Linked DNA regions of Sus scrofa: region 1 is linked to region 2. Evidence: chromatin contacts called from public promoter capture Hi-C data. All regions are on one chromosome and are shown on one strand. Each heading gives the region's core, a stretch centred on a gene start, on an enhancer-like site or on the middle of the called end of the contact. The rest is flanking DNA. Distances are from core to core; before and after follow the strand shown. Region 1 has its middle 25 kb from the start of SEC22C. Region 2 holds the start of VIPR1 (vasoactive intestinal peptide receptor 1).

Region 1 (6,910 bases), core at 2,738-5,237, 45 kb after region 2:
CCCAACTCAGCCACATTCCCTGTGCCCTCTGGAGCACACAGGAACCTCTGGACCCTTCCAGGCCTCTGGGAGCAGAAGGAGGCTTGAGAGGAAGGCACTCACTCTGACCTTCTTGCCATCAAATCTGTTGCTCCACTGTTTTTATCCAGCAGGGCCACCTGAGGGCCTCAGGCTGCCTAGGAGGCTGTCTTCTAAGGCTGAGTGGGACACATGCCCTCTCTACCTTCAGCTTTCAGTTTCTTTCCCTTTAGGATTTCATCCCAGAGGATAAGACCAGGACACATGTCTGAGAGATGCACCCCCTTCCCTTCCCACCACTCACCAGCTGAGGGTGGGCTTTCCTCCTCCCCCTCCATCCTCCCTTCCCCCTGAGACTGCTTTACTGACCCCTACCCTTCCCTGGTCATTGTGGTGGAAGGGCTTCAAAGGAATACGATTTCAGGGATTCGGAAATGAGAATTATATCGGTTTAATATTTTCAAAGTATTAACGTCATCATATTCACTCAGCAAATAGTTACTGAGCACTTTACTGGGTGCACAGTTCCAACCAGTGACCAATGCAGAGGTCCTGCATGCACCGAGCTGAGCCTCTAACGGAGGAAGCCTCTAACGGAGGAAGCCTCTAACGGAGGAGTCGATAATAAATGAGGAAATTTACAGAAGAAAGAAGGCAGGAAGCGGGGCTAGGGTAAGGGCTGCTCTACTGGTTGGGGTGGTTGGAGGTCTCCCCAGAGGCTGAGAGTGGAGTAGTAACAGGTCATTCTCCCTCCCAGGTAATCAGGATTTTAAACCATATACGTCAGAACTGGGGTCCGGAGACCTTAAGGTCTAGGTCAAAATGTCCAGGGTCCTGCCTCTGCAGCTGTGGCCTGGACAGTATGTGAAAGACACGTGATGGGGCTTGGGGCCTCAGTGCTGCCTGAACCCCACCAGGTGGGGGCTCTAGTGCCCACCGCTTGCCCAGTCACGGAGAGGGGATTCCTGCCCGGAACACGGTAAGAGTTGTTTCTTGGGGCTGCATTGTGGCAGTGACCTGGGTCCAAAAATTTCATCTGGGCATAGGGGCCAAGAGGTTCCCCCCCACTGCCCCGGGTTCAGTGTTCTCCGTGCCAAGTGACAGAGAACAGGCAGCTCTTGAAAAGACTAATATTTACTCTTCGAATGGGAGCTGGCACAGGCTATTTCCTGCAACTGGCGTCTGGCTCACCCCGTGGGATGGACACAACAGGAGCCACTTCGGGAGATAGGCAGATGTCCCCGCAGACACCAGCATCCTGGAGGAGACAATGTCTCTGAGATGGGGACAGCATGTTCCAAGGTCCCATCTGATACATCTCATCTCGGCTTGCACACCGCCTTCCTGGTGGAGCACTCACCACCGCCCTCAGCCCTGTTGGACAGCTCTGTGAGAAAGTTCATCCTCATTCTGGCCCCGCGTTCCTTGCTTCTGGCCCTGGCTCTTATCCCTGGGGCCTCAGAAAATGTGCCTGGAACAACCCCACAGGGCAGTCACGGTCCTGGTCACCTACATGCCTCCCAGCCCCGCCCCCCTGCGGCTTCACTTCCCCAAGCTCACACAGCTCGCTCCGTGGCCAGAACAGACTATTTCTGGGGTGGGAGGAAGATCTTGCCTTGGGTGCACCTCTGTCCCCCTGCAGCTGTGTTCATTGTCCCTGTGAGAGCCCTTTAGCTGAGTGCCTCAAGGGGGAAAGAGCCTCCACCAGGAAACTACAAGTCAGAGGGCCTGAATCTGGGAAGGAGAGAGTCCCCGGTGGCCAGAGCCAGCTCCCGCCCGCCTGCATTCCCTCTGCAGCCCCTCTCCTCTCTGCTTTATCCTCTCTCCCCTCCCTCATGGGTCCCAGAAGCCCTCCCTGCCCATTACAGCCCCTGGCCTTGGCTTTAGTTCCCACCACCACCACCAATCCCCATCGGCCAGTGGAGAAGCCCTGGAAGCGAAAACACTGGCAGCACTTGGGGCTTTGAAGGCCCCCAGAGACAGGCCCTCAGCATCATCAAGTCCAGTCAGGGCTGGGCACCCTGGAAAAGATCAGGGGCAACAGAGTCACCTTGGTTCTCCCAGGGATCTCAGACCTGACTGCTGATTCTAGCCAGCTCCCCCCACCCACCACTTTTTTTTTAATTCCTTATTATCTCTACACCTAACTCCCAAGCTCCTGACCCTTTGTAGGCAACCATTCAAATGAACCTAACCTATAAATGAACCTAATATATATCTTTCAGAATATATTCTTAGGAAATATTTTATCATTTTCTGCACATATATTTCTAATCATAAAAATGTTATTTTCCCCTCAGTTCTATGATCTGAAGATGTATCCAGGCTGCTATGTTACATCTAACTCTGGTACTTCTGCCTGTTGCCTGCTGTTCCATGGTGAGCCTGCATGCTTTATCTGTCCATGGTAGACACACAGATTGCTTTCTGCCAACACAAATAATGCTTCAGTAAACATTTATCTTCAAACATGTCCCCTTAAGGATCTGTGTAAGAATCTCCCAGGGACATAACTAGGAGTGAAGTTTCCATATCATGAGATGTGTACATACTAAAGTCGGGTAGGCAGCTGTGTTAGTTTGTTAGGGCCACCATGACAAAGTTCCACAGGCTGGGTGAATTGAAGAACAGAAATTTATTTTCTCACTTTTCTGGAGGCTAGAAGTTGAAGATCAGGGTGCCAGTAGGGCTGGTTTCTTCTGAGACCTTTCTTCTTGGCTTGTAGAGGGCCACCTTCTCCTTGTGCTTTCCCACAGTCCTCTTCTGTATGTGTCTGTATCCTAATCTCTCTTTTTTTTTTTTTTCCTGTCTTTTTAGGGCCACACCCACGGCATATGGAAATTACCAGGCTAGGGTTTGAATCAGAGCTGCAGCTGCCAGCCCACGGCACAGCCACAGCATGGCGGGATCTGAGCCACATCTGCAACCTACACCATAGCCCATGGTAACACCAGATCCTTAACCCACTGAGCAAGGCCAGGGATCGAACCCATGTCCTCATGGATACCAGTCGGGTTCATTAACTACTGAGCCACAATGGGAACTCCCTGGCATTTTTTTTTTAAACGTTATTTACCTCTTTAAAGACCCTATCTCCAAATACAGTCACACTTTGATGTACTGGGGGTTAGGATTTCAACATATGAATTTAGGGAGGACACAAGTCAACCCATAACAGTAGCTCTGCTCTTGAGGTTGGTTATAGTAGCTGTACATGAAGTCCTCTATCCCCACTCTCATTCCAGTACTTTGTACCACACAGCTAAGTTTTGCTAAACTCATGGACATGGTTGTGAATAGTTTACTATTATTTTAATATGTATTTCTCTGTAATGATTTTAAGCATCTTCATATGCTTAGTAGCTTTCTGGGCTTTCTCTTCTTTTCTGCTCATTTTTCTATTGAAATTGCTGTCCTTCTTTCTGACTTAAGAAATTGCTTGTATATTAATCCTAGCTTCAGACCTTGTAAATATCTTCTCCTACACTTTTAATTTGGCCCATGAAGTCCATATTTGTATGTCATCACATTGATCATTTTGCCTTAAGGGCTGTGCCTGTGACATTTTGAAGAAGCACTTCTGCATCCTAGGTCACAGATTCTCTCCTTCGTGTTCTTCAATGAATTTTTTTCCCTGCACATTTGATCCAGGGACATCTTAGAGCTGACTCAGCAGAGTCAGGCACACTCAGGTAGGCCCCTTGCTGTCTGAACCTCACTCCTCTGCTGGCACTGCCCAAGGGTGCCAGGCAGCTGTGAGGCAGCACTTCTGGTACCTGGACCCAGAGCAGGTAGAGTCCAAGAAAAAGAAAGGCAATTCACCAGCCTGAACTGGCACCCAGCCATCCTGGCACACAAAGGGCACCCTTCATGAGCCAAGATCCCTTTTTATTCTTTGTGGGTGCTGCCAAGTGGTAGATGGCACCTTGTTCTCAGCCCATGGGACAGAGCTCTGGGCTACACTGTCACTGGCTACCTGGGACAGACCTCAGTTTCCCCACTTGAGCAATAAAGGGGTTGAACCAGATAGCATATAAGGCTCAGCCAATTCCCCAATCCCAGAACTCATAATTCAGATGCTTATTTCGGAAGTCTTTGCCCTCCTCCAAAAGATCTTCACTCTGAACAGGTAGTGAAGAGAAGCTTGGAGCTGTGCGGTCCCCAGTGTGGTTAGAGCATGGTCAGGAGAGGTTGGTGCATTTGCTTCCTTTCTGGAAATTTTATCAACTGCTGAAGGAACGACCTTGAAACAGTACAATCCCCTGGGTTGGGAACCTGATGTTGTGCCCCCTGGTGGCCTCTTCCTGACAGGGCTGATCCTGAAAAAGGAAAACTACATCACCCTCAGAGCTTGGAGAGCTGAGACCAGAGCAGGGCATAGTGCCTGCCCAGGGCACTATGCCCAGGGCACAGAGCCCGGCAGGAGCTAAGCTTCCATCGAAGGCATTCCTCTCAACCCCCAAGGCAGCACCGAGATTGCTATTTTGGTTTTTCTCAGGGCTTTTCTAGACCCATGATTGCATTCCGAAGTCTGGGGATTAGTGCCGAAGACTATTTGAGCCCTTGCACCTGTCTAGACCTCACTGGACAAGAGAACCTGAATTTGCTTTCTCTCACATTATGCCTCCCCTGTCCAGTGCCAGGCCCACATCACTCCACCCGGGAAAATGGACCCCCAACTCAGAATTTTCCACACAAACACACAAGTCAATAAGCACCTTAGATTTATTCTCCTCCCACTCCTGAAGCCACCTCATTGAATTTATATATACATAGTATATAAATGGCTATACAACATTCTTTACCTACATTAACACAATTTGGCTTTACTACTGTGTAAAATTTTGTTAAAATGTACTCATCATTTACTCAAAATAGATCTTTGTTATTACACGAAAACAGTAAGAAGCTTATATAATATGGACAGCAAGCATTCAAAATGAATACATGAAAGTAAATGGTTTTGCCCTGGCTAAATCAGCCTCAATCTTTTATGCCCTTAGTAGAAAAGTCCATTAAACAAAATGGAATCCTGGGAGTCACATCACTTCTGAAACCACCCCCAGAATCATATAAGGGTTAAAGAAGGTCATGTGTACCAAGCACAGGGTAGAGGAACAGAATGGATTTGATAATTTTACCCTAAATAAAAAGCGCTTGTGGGCAACAGCTCTGCCATCGGTACACAAGGGCAGATGTTTCCATATCCGGTCATTCCCAGATTTTACTGACAAGCCTCTTTTCACAGGTTCTCTGCCAATGATGTTTCCCGAGCAACAGAATTTTGACATCACTGCTCCACAGATGGGAGAATCAGAGCTCTTCTCATTTGGGTCTTCTGACGGGCCATGAAGTTTGGTCCAACCAGCAGAACTGGCCTCCCTGGATCCTGGAGGACCCAACACCACAGGTACCGAGGGCTCTGTGCCTACAAGGCAGGAGGCAGGTCCAGGGGGAGGAAGAGAGGCCACTATGTTTTTGGAGTGAAAGCATGAGGCCATTTACATTGCAGCATTATTAACACCCTTTTTGTAAAGGCCAGAAGACACACTGAGCTGCCTGAAGCATGCACATCCTCAATGTGTTGGGTGATGGAACTCAAAGGCTCCCTTCTCCTACACACAAATGGGGGATTCACCCAGCATCCCCTCCCACTACCACTTTTACCCTCCTGACAGTATGCCAGGGGAGCAGGAGGACGTCACCACTATTTCCCAGGAGAGATCATTGGGGCCGAAGGCAGCAACTTACTCATGGTGGCACTGGATCAAGGCGAAGAGCCTCCAGGCCTCAGACTGACTGGGCACTGGGCCCTCCTTCCCCTCTCATCTCTCAAAGGCACATCTACTCTCTCTCCCACCATTGTTAACACTCACGGTGCACACAGGGCTTCCCTCTGCCTGGGCAGGAAGGATTCTGTATAGAATCACCTGGAATGTGAGTAATGTTGGGGCAGGGGTCTGCCTGCATATCTGGTTGCTGTAAACATTCCCTCCCCACAGGTCCTCACCTGTGCTGCACTGTTCTCTGAGGGCCACCTGTCCTGCATGTTACAGCAGCCCACTCCTTCAAGGAACAGCAAACAGCAGCCCTGAATGAAGGTGCGATACACAGCCCACATGCCAAGAAGCAGCTGCTGTCTTGCAGCAGCAGATAGCCAGACCCCAGCTCCCCTCCCCACCTAACCCCTGCTTCCCGTGCCCCAAACATCTAGCTGTGCTGTGCACCAGGGCTCCTGGAGGTGCCCAGGGTTAGGGCCAGGCCTTGTGCAATCTGCTCTCTCTCTCTGAAGTTCCTGGGCCAACCCTGGACATTACAATAAAAGGTGGCTTCCTCATCCCTGCAGAGACTCCAGCTTCAGCCTCTGTCCCTAGGACTGAAGTATAGAGTGAAAAGAGTCAAGGGAGACCTGAACAGGGGCACCTAGGAAAAGAACAGGAAACTCAAGGTAGGGTTGGTAGAAATGATGTTAAATGTTCTAATTTCAGCTCTCCTCCCCAAACCCTCTTCCCCACCCCTTGAAGAACTTTCAAAGTGTTGAGCCTTGACTCCCAGATGAATACAAGCTGAAAGAAATCCCACCCCAATATGCCCCCACCCAGGAAAAGAAAGCCACGCATGGTACTCATCACAGTCAGGCGCACCTGGGGAAGGGAAAGCAGAGTCTACATGGTTCCCTCATTACCGCACTTTCAGAAAGGGAACCCTTGTGCTTCGACCCTTTGGCTGGGCAACTGCCAGAAAGCACTGAGCTACATCCCCGCCCAGATACAGCACATGGGGCGTCACACATGCTGATGCTTGAGATCTTGCCACATCTGACAGCAAAAGGCACTTAATAAGGTTTTTCCAGCATTACCCCATATCTCCCTGGATCTAACCCTGTGAAGTC
Region 2 (6,570 bases), core at 3,216-5,715:
CACACACTAATCTCTGATGGCATCAATTACGTTACTTAAGCCCCAGGTTTGTTTTGTCCCACTGACATTATCTTACTTTTCCAGAATCTCTATCCAAGGTCAGCTACACATTGATTCACAGGAACTCAGGACTAGGAGTGGGGATGTGAATGTGGGAACTTCAATCTTCTGTGGACTTAGTCTGAGCACCCTGCTGACGTGAAAGTGCCCCAATCCCCATGCAGTCCCCTGCTCCAGGAAGGAGCTCCGGAGCGAGGGTCTTAGGCACTCACTCTGAGACTCATTCTCTGCTGCAACCACCCAGAGCCTTGCCCCCAACTCGACCTCCTTCTAGTACACACTGGCCAAGCCCTGCTCTCAGACCCCAGCTGGAAGCAGATGTCTGTCCTGACTCTTGCCCATAGATAAGGACACACACTCACGTGCTCCCATTACACAGACGGACACACACACACACATACACACGCACACGCGCGCGCGGCAGTAAGCATTTGGCCAAGAGACTGTGAGTGCTATTAGGGAGTAAACTGGCAGGGACATGCAGGGAGGCCTCCCCTCCAGTCTCCCAGACTGTGCACCATGAGCCCCATGCCAAGCTGCCTGATGACACACTGCTGACCTCCTGGACCAAACTGAGCCCTGAGATTCTGGGGAAAGGTATTCTTTCTCAAGTCGTCCTTGTCTATGCCCAGGAGAGGCATTTCCCCAAGGCTAGGACCTAAGTCTTCTCTTCCTCTATATCCTGGAGCAGGAACTCTCCTACTGCCTTCATTTTCCATGCCTCAGTTTCCCCTCTGCGGTAGTCACAGACATGCATCACGTGGATCTCCCGTCAAGAAAGAATCTGCCATTCCACTGTGGGGAATGCGGTGAGCTGACAGCCTCTAGCAGTATAGCCCTCAGGATCCATCACAGCGTTTGAGGACGTTCTTCCCATGAGGCCCCCGGCCACTGACTGAGCATGGCAGGGTTACTAAGGTGTCTGTGTGCCATCTTTGCTCTGCCCTCACAGTCAGAGCTGCATCACAGTCTTGAGGTTTTTCCCTGCAGGGTCCTGATTTCTCCTCCTTTGTCTTTCACCAGGTCCCCCTGCCATCCAATAAATTTCCAGTGATGCTAACTCCACAGCTACCCTTCCCACCCCACTGCAGACCTCACCATCTGAAGTTCCTGAGCTGGGAGCCTTGAAGCTGTGAGTGCACGACTCAGGGAGGTGGGTGAAGGACTGGGGGAGGCAAGGGTGGCACCCACTGCAGGGATGAGGCAGGAAGCCAGGAAGTCAGGCAGGCTCCAAATGAGTAACTGAAGATTCTTTCCTGCTGTGCCTGTCATCGCGGGGGAAGGTAAGTGTTTGCCTCTCCCCCCACCACCACCTTCTGCACCCCTGTGGTTCCCGCATCCAGCGGGAGGTGGGGCTTCGGACTGGTTCCAGAGATCCAAGAGAAAAGACCTCAGGGCAGAATACCCTGGATGACTCCAAGCAAGAGGACACAGGGGAACAAGAGGGGGTGGATGTGGCCTCCTCCCCAAACCTGGACTGATGAGGCAAAGGCCAACTCCACAGGGACTTGGGCTATGGACAGGGTGGGGGGGATGGGGAACAGAGATCCGAGTTACTGCTTCCCGCCCTATCAGGTAGCCTATCTCAGCGCCCCCTGTCCCTCCCATAAAACCTCCTGCTTCTGGTATTCCCCCCCTCCCCCCGCAACTCCAGAAGCCTTCACAGATCATCAGACAAGTGAAAGGATGGCTTTCTCATTGGATCCTACAAAACTCATGTGTGACCCCACACACAAGGGCCTCAGGACATAGAAGTGGATATGTGGGAACAATTGGCCAACATAAAGTCAAACTTACTCTTGGCTGAATTTTTTAGTTTTTTGTTTGTTTTTACTACTTTCTTTTTCCTGCTCCTTATTTTACTTCTGAAGTTGTTCTGTACCTTTTGATAGGAAAGGGAGGGTGAGTCTCCTAGGAGAACAATTCTGAAAGAACAAAGAAGTCATTTTCTTTGCAAAGAATCTGCATGGAAACTGTTTCCTCAGTCACCTGCTTCCTTCCTGGAAGCCTGGGAGCTGCAAGGGCATCCAGGAGCCCTACCAGCCACTTTCACTGTCACCAGTCTACCCATATAGCCCTCAAACCAAGGAGGGGGTTTCTCATGGACACCCTCTAGAATAAGAGGAGAGGCAGCCCCCCCCCCCAGCTAGGAGCCTTAAGATTCCCACCCCTCCCCCATCTGCCACCTGCTGGGCCTGGCTGAGGGTCACTTAGTAAAGTGAGGTCTGGCTCCCCACTAGTCCCCAGTCCTCACCCCCCTCAATACATTCTCAAGTACCTGTCCTCAGAGAGAGGAGAACTTCAAAGGGCCAAAGGACATGCTTTAACGGTGGGATTTCAGCATTCTGCAGCTGGTTAGGGGTGTGTGTGTGTGTGTGTGTGTGTGTGTGTGTGTGTGTGTGTGTGTAGAGTGGACAAGAGTTTATGAGAGCCAAAGCCCATGGATCTGCCATTCATATATAGGATTCCTAGGGCACTGTGCCAGCAGAGGTGACTCTCCAGAATGAGGACAAAATGCCACGGCCCTGCTAGAGAACTGAGGCTTGAGAAGGGGTACTGGCAGGGTCACGGGGAGAGGCAAGGAGCTCTGAGCCTAACCTGGTCTCCAGAAGTGGAACTGCTGAGGAGATGGCTGGTGATTCTTCAAACAATTCCTCCCCTCAGGAGTTGACTCCAAACTCCAGAATGGCCAGGGCAAAGGTATCTCCACAGTTCGCCTGTCTGGGGAAGGGCTTATGACCAGACTCACTGATTGTAACTGGAAGGAACTGGAAATTTAGGGGAATACAGTAGCTTCCCAGGTCCTCCTCAAGCAAGAGATGTTAATGTCTTATCCATCCCCATGCCCCAGGGCACAGCAGAGAGCCAGGCATACGGCAAACTATTAATGAATGTTCAAGGAAAGGAGGGATGGAGGGTGGGAGGAAGGAAGGAGGAAAGGAAAGAAAGGGAGGGAGCGAGGAAGGATGGAAGGAAAAAAGAAAAGGGAGATGGGAGGACGGGAAAGTAGAGAGCAAATACTAGCACCCCAAATAAGCCAAAATCAAAGAGGAGCTGGGCGTTCCTGCCTTCCTGACTTTTCCGCGTCTCTCCATAACTCCAAGCAATCCCAGATCAGCCGCCCGAATGCCCCGCGCTGGAGTGCGGGAAACCTGGGTGGGTCCGCAAGGAACTCTGACGCACCTGCCGGTCAGCAATAGAACCTCCTTCAAGCAGCCACACACATCCAAAGACGCCCAGGGACGCTCAGCCCTCTCTGCCTCTTCACTGAACACCGCCCTCCCCACTCCCCCGTAACAGTCACCAACCAGCCACCCTATCCCCACAGCCACCTCCAGCCTCGACTGCACCCTTTTGAACCCTCGGAAAGACGGTCAAGCAGCCACCTGCATTTGGTTCACAAGAATACGCCCTCATTCTAAAGACAATAAACCAATTCCTGAGAATGCGAGGTAGAGGCAGGCTGGCCCGAGGTCCCTGCTGAGCCCTGGAAGCGAGACATTAGAGGCAGGCGGCCCTGATCCGGGCCTTTCTCTGTACCTCAGTTTCCCAGACTGTAAAATCGGTAAAGCAGGAGGAGGTTGTTTTAGGTCGGAGTCTGGGCCCGAGCGCAGGAACAAACCTTCCCTCCCCGCGTGGGGGCGCTGGAACTTCGGCCCTGCCTCCCTCCAGAGGTGCTAAGGCTGAGACAAGGGAGGGCGCGGACGCACCACCCTCCCTGAAGCACGACCCCCATTCCTCGCCGTGAAAGGTCCAGGAGCTCAGCCCGTGCCGAGCACGCCCTGCCACGTTGCCAGGGCTCAGGGGAGGCACCATGGAACCAAGAATCGGGTCTCACTCGCGCCCTGGCTTCCCCTCGCCTGGCCTCTCTGGCGCGGGGAGGTTGGGTCGATTGAAAATGGATCAAACAGTGAGCCCCACTACCTGGGGCACTTGTAGCCTAGGACCCTACGCGGGCTGCAGCCCTCAGACTAGTGGATAAGAAGTAACAAGTTTCGTGGTCCGGCCCTCCTGCACTAGCCCTATGAGGCAGGAAGTGGAAAATGGGGAGAGTGGCGGGGAGGCCTTCTGGAGGAGATGGTTCCGAAGGCGTGAGGTGTACGAGCCGAGCGCCCTTAGGTGGGGCTGAGGGGGTGTTTCCAGTCAGCCAGGCTCTCCGAAACGTCGTGAGCCCAGCAGGGAAGGCTGGGGTGTGCTGGGGTCTCGGGACTCCTGGAGATGCAGTCCGAGGGGACAAAGGCCTGTCCACCCCTCGCGACTGAGGACTGACGTGTGGGACTAGCGGCGGGAGCGCAGGGACTCCCTGCTCGCTGGAGTGCCCCCGGTCCCGCCCCACACCTGCGCGGCCGCCCCACTTCTGCCAAGCCATTGGCTGGACCCGCCGCCCGTCAGACGAGCCCCCGGAGCCCGCCCCCGCCCCAGCGGCGCCTCTTAGCGTTGGGGCTACCGCGGCAGCGCAGCTCAGTCAGGCTCCCCACCGTCCGCCGCGTGGTGCGCCGCCCGCCCCCGTCGCTCGCCCATTACTGGCGCGGCGCCGCCCGCCGCAGGCTCGCAGCAGACCATGCGCCCCCTGAGCCCGCCGCCGGCCGGCTGGTTCTGCGTGCTGGCCGGCGTCCTCGCCTGTGTCCTCGGCCCCGTGGTGAGTGTCCGCCGGGCCACCCGGAGTCCCAGCAGCTGGGGGTGGAACGAGGGTGACGGGAGCCCGGCCGTGTGCTCACGTCTGTGTGGACGGGATAAGGGGCGCGGAGCACGCTGTCTCCCCTCCTGCGCGCCCCAGACCCGACCTAGACCCGAGGGAAGGGTGGGGTCTCAGTCACACCGATTCCCTTCCAGCGCAGCCAGGAGCGGGCCTCTAGGACGCCGGTGGAGGGACGGCGGGCAAGTGCAGCTCCTAACTCGCCTTTCGTGCAGAGGCTGTGGGGTGGGAAGGTCACTGGATTCAGGGTTGGGGACTGTGGTCCATTGAAACGGAAGGCTTGGTAGACGGTGAGAGGGAGGCTCTAAGTGTCATGGTTGTGTGCTGTGCCCGTCTGGACGCGTCTGTGGGGCATTAAGCTACTTGTAGGAGTGACGTCTCAGCAGCAGACCCAGAGCCTTCAGCTCTGGGTCCTGGGAAGGGGTTTTGGGGATCAGATGGCTGGCAGGGAGACCCTTCCTTTACCCTCCCTCTGAGCGAAGCTGAAAGGTATGAAGCCCAAGGTCGAAGGTGGTGGGCAGTGAGGGTTTGAGGTGTGTTTACCAGGGAGGGCCAGACATGTGCCTGGGGAAAGCGGAGCAGGGAGCAGTCAACAAGCAGTGGCCACCCTCTTTCTCCCACTTGTGCTTCATCCCCATATGGGTGTGTGTGTGTGTGCCCCTAGTGCATGTGTTCCCAGCATGCCCTGTGTATGCTGTGCCCATGTGTGTGTCTGAGGATGGCTCACCTGGGCTGCAGGGCAGATTCTGATTGAGGCGGTAGATGCATGGGTTACCTTCTTGCAAGATCAGGGAAGACATGAAGGCTACCAAAGCCCATTTTACAGATGGGTAAAGTGAAGCCCAAAGATACCAGAGCCACACCTGTCCCTGACCCATCAGACGAGGACTGAGGTTGATTTCTCTCTAACCCTACCCCATGACTTGAGGAAATCTGGGGCTGGTGCTTGGGCAGGACCTAAAACTTGTTTCCAGGTCTGACACTAAACTCCAGGCTGGCTGGTAGGTGGGTGAAATATATTGGTCATTTAGTCTATTCTGTCCCATGATTACCTCTGTTCCCATCAACTCCACCAAGACAGGAATCTCTGTTTCCATCTAGCTAATGTCTTGCACAGCCTGGGGATAGGCAGCTGTCCTGGAGATGGGATGCCAGTCCTGGGAGCAGACCTTATGGCAATTGGCAGGATCCCTCCCTCCTCCCACTGACAGCAGAGGTGAGACCCACCTCCTGGGCATTCAAACCTCCACCAAATTCTGGCCCTGAGGCCACAGCTCTGGTACCACTTACAGCCTCTCAGGGTCACAGAGCCTCCAGGCCTCACCAGCAACCCTCTGGCTCTCCCACCCCGGGTTCCAACCCTTCAAATTCTCTTTGGATGAATCAAGGCTCTTGGGATCACTACTGGTACCCTGTTCCCCCTCCATGGAAGCTTCTCAGCCCAGGGACAGAGTGGTTTCAGTGGGACTCCCTCTCATGCTAGGCAGCATCTGCCCCCTACCTCCTGAGACAGTTTAAGCCTGGCTCCTCCAATGCTCCCCTGTCTTTCCGCATCTCATTCATTAGTTCTCAACTCCAGCACCTCCTCCAGACTGCCTTCCCTGATTGCTCCACCCCACTCAGCCCTCCCCACTTTGACCCCACCCCTTCAACCCTACTCATCTCCCAGGCTGGGATCTTCTGACCATCCCATGGGATCAAGGGCTAAGGTCTCTCACCCTCCCACATCCCCTACAGTTCAGTGCTGGGCTGGGCCCACAGAGGGAGGAGAAGGGACTCGCCCAGGAATGGGTGAGGGCAGGCTAGAATGAGGA

Evidence for each region. Promoter capture Hi-C pulls out the DNA fragments that hold promoters and counts their contacts.
Region 1: a contact with region 2 is called in a promoter capture Hi-C map of liver, with 4 times the contacts expected there. The contact joins the enhancer-like site here to the promoter of VIPR1 in region 2. A contact is called at or near these places in 1 of 5 promoter capture datasets (liver), 12 of 47 Hi-C or Micro-C datasets (alveolar macrophages, embryonic fibroblasts, epiblast stem cells and 5 more) and 1 of 2 datasets of contacts at active chromatin or transcription factors (skeletal muscle).

The regions. Positions count from the first base shown.
Region 1 is chr13:26,077,859-26,084,768 of Sscrofa11.1, forward strand. It overlaps a transcript of SEC22C not described here. Among named protein-coding and RNA genes, the nearest start is that of SEC22C, 25 kb to the right of the region's middle. Within about 2 kb of position 3,988, at least 8 of the 83 cell types and tissues checked have an H3K27ac peak or open chromatin away from gene starts, as enhancers often do. A contact at or near this core is called in liver and skeletal muscle, where this site is marked.
Region 2 is chr13:26,032,145-26,038,714 of Sscrofa11.1, forward strand. It overlaps VIPR1 (vasoactive intestinal peptide receptor 1), which reads left to right and starts at 4,466. Exons shown (of 13, transcript NM_214036.1): 1 at 4,466-4,699. The coding sequence starts at 4,622.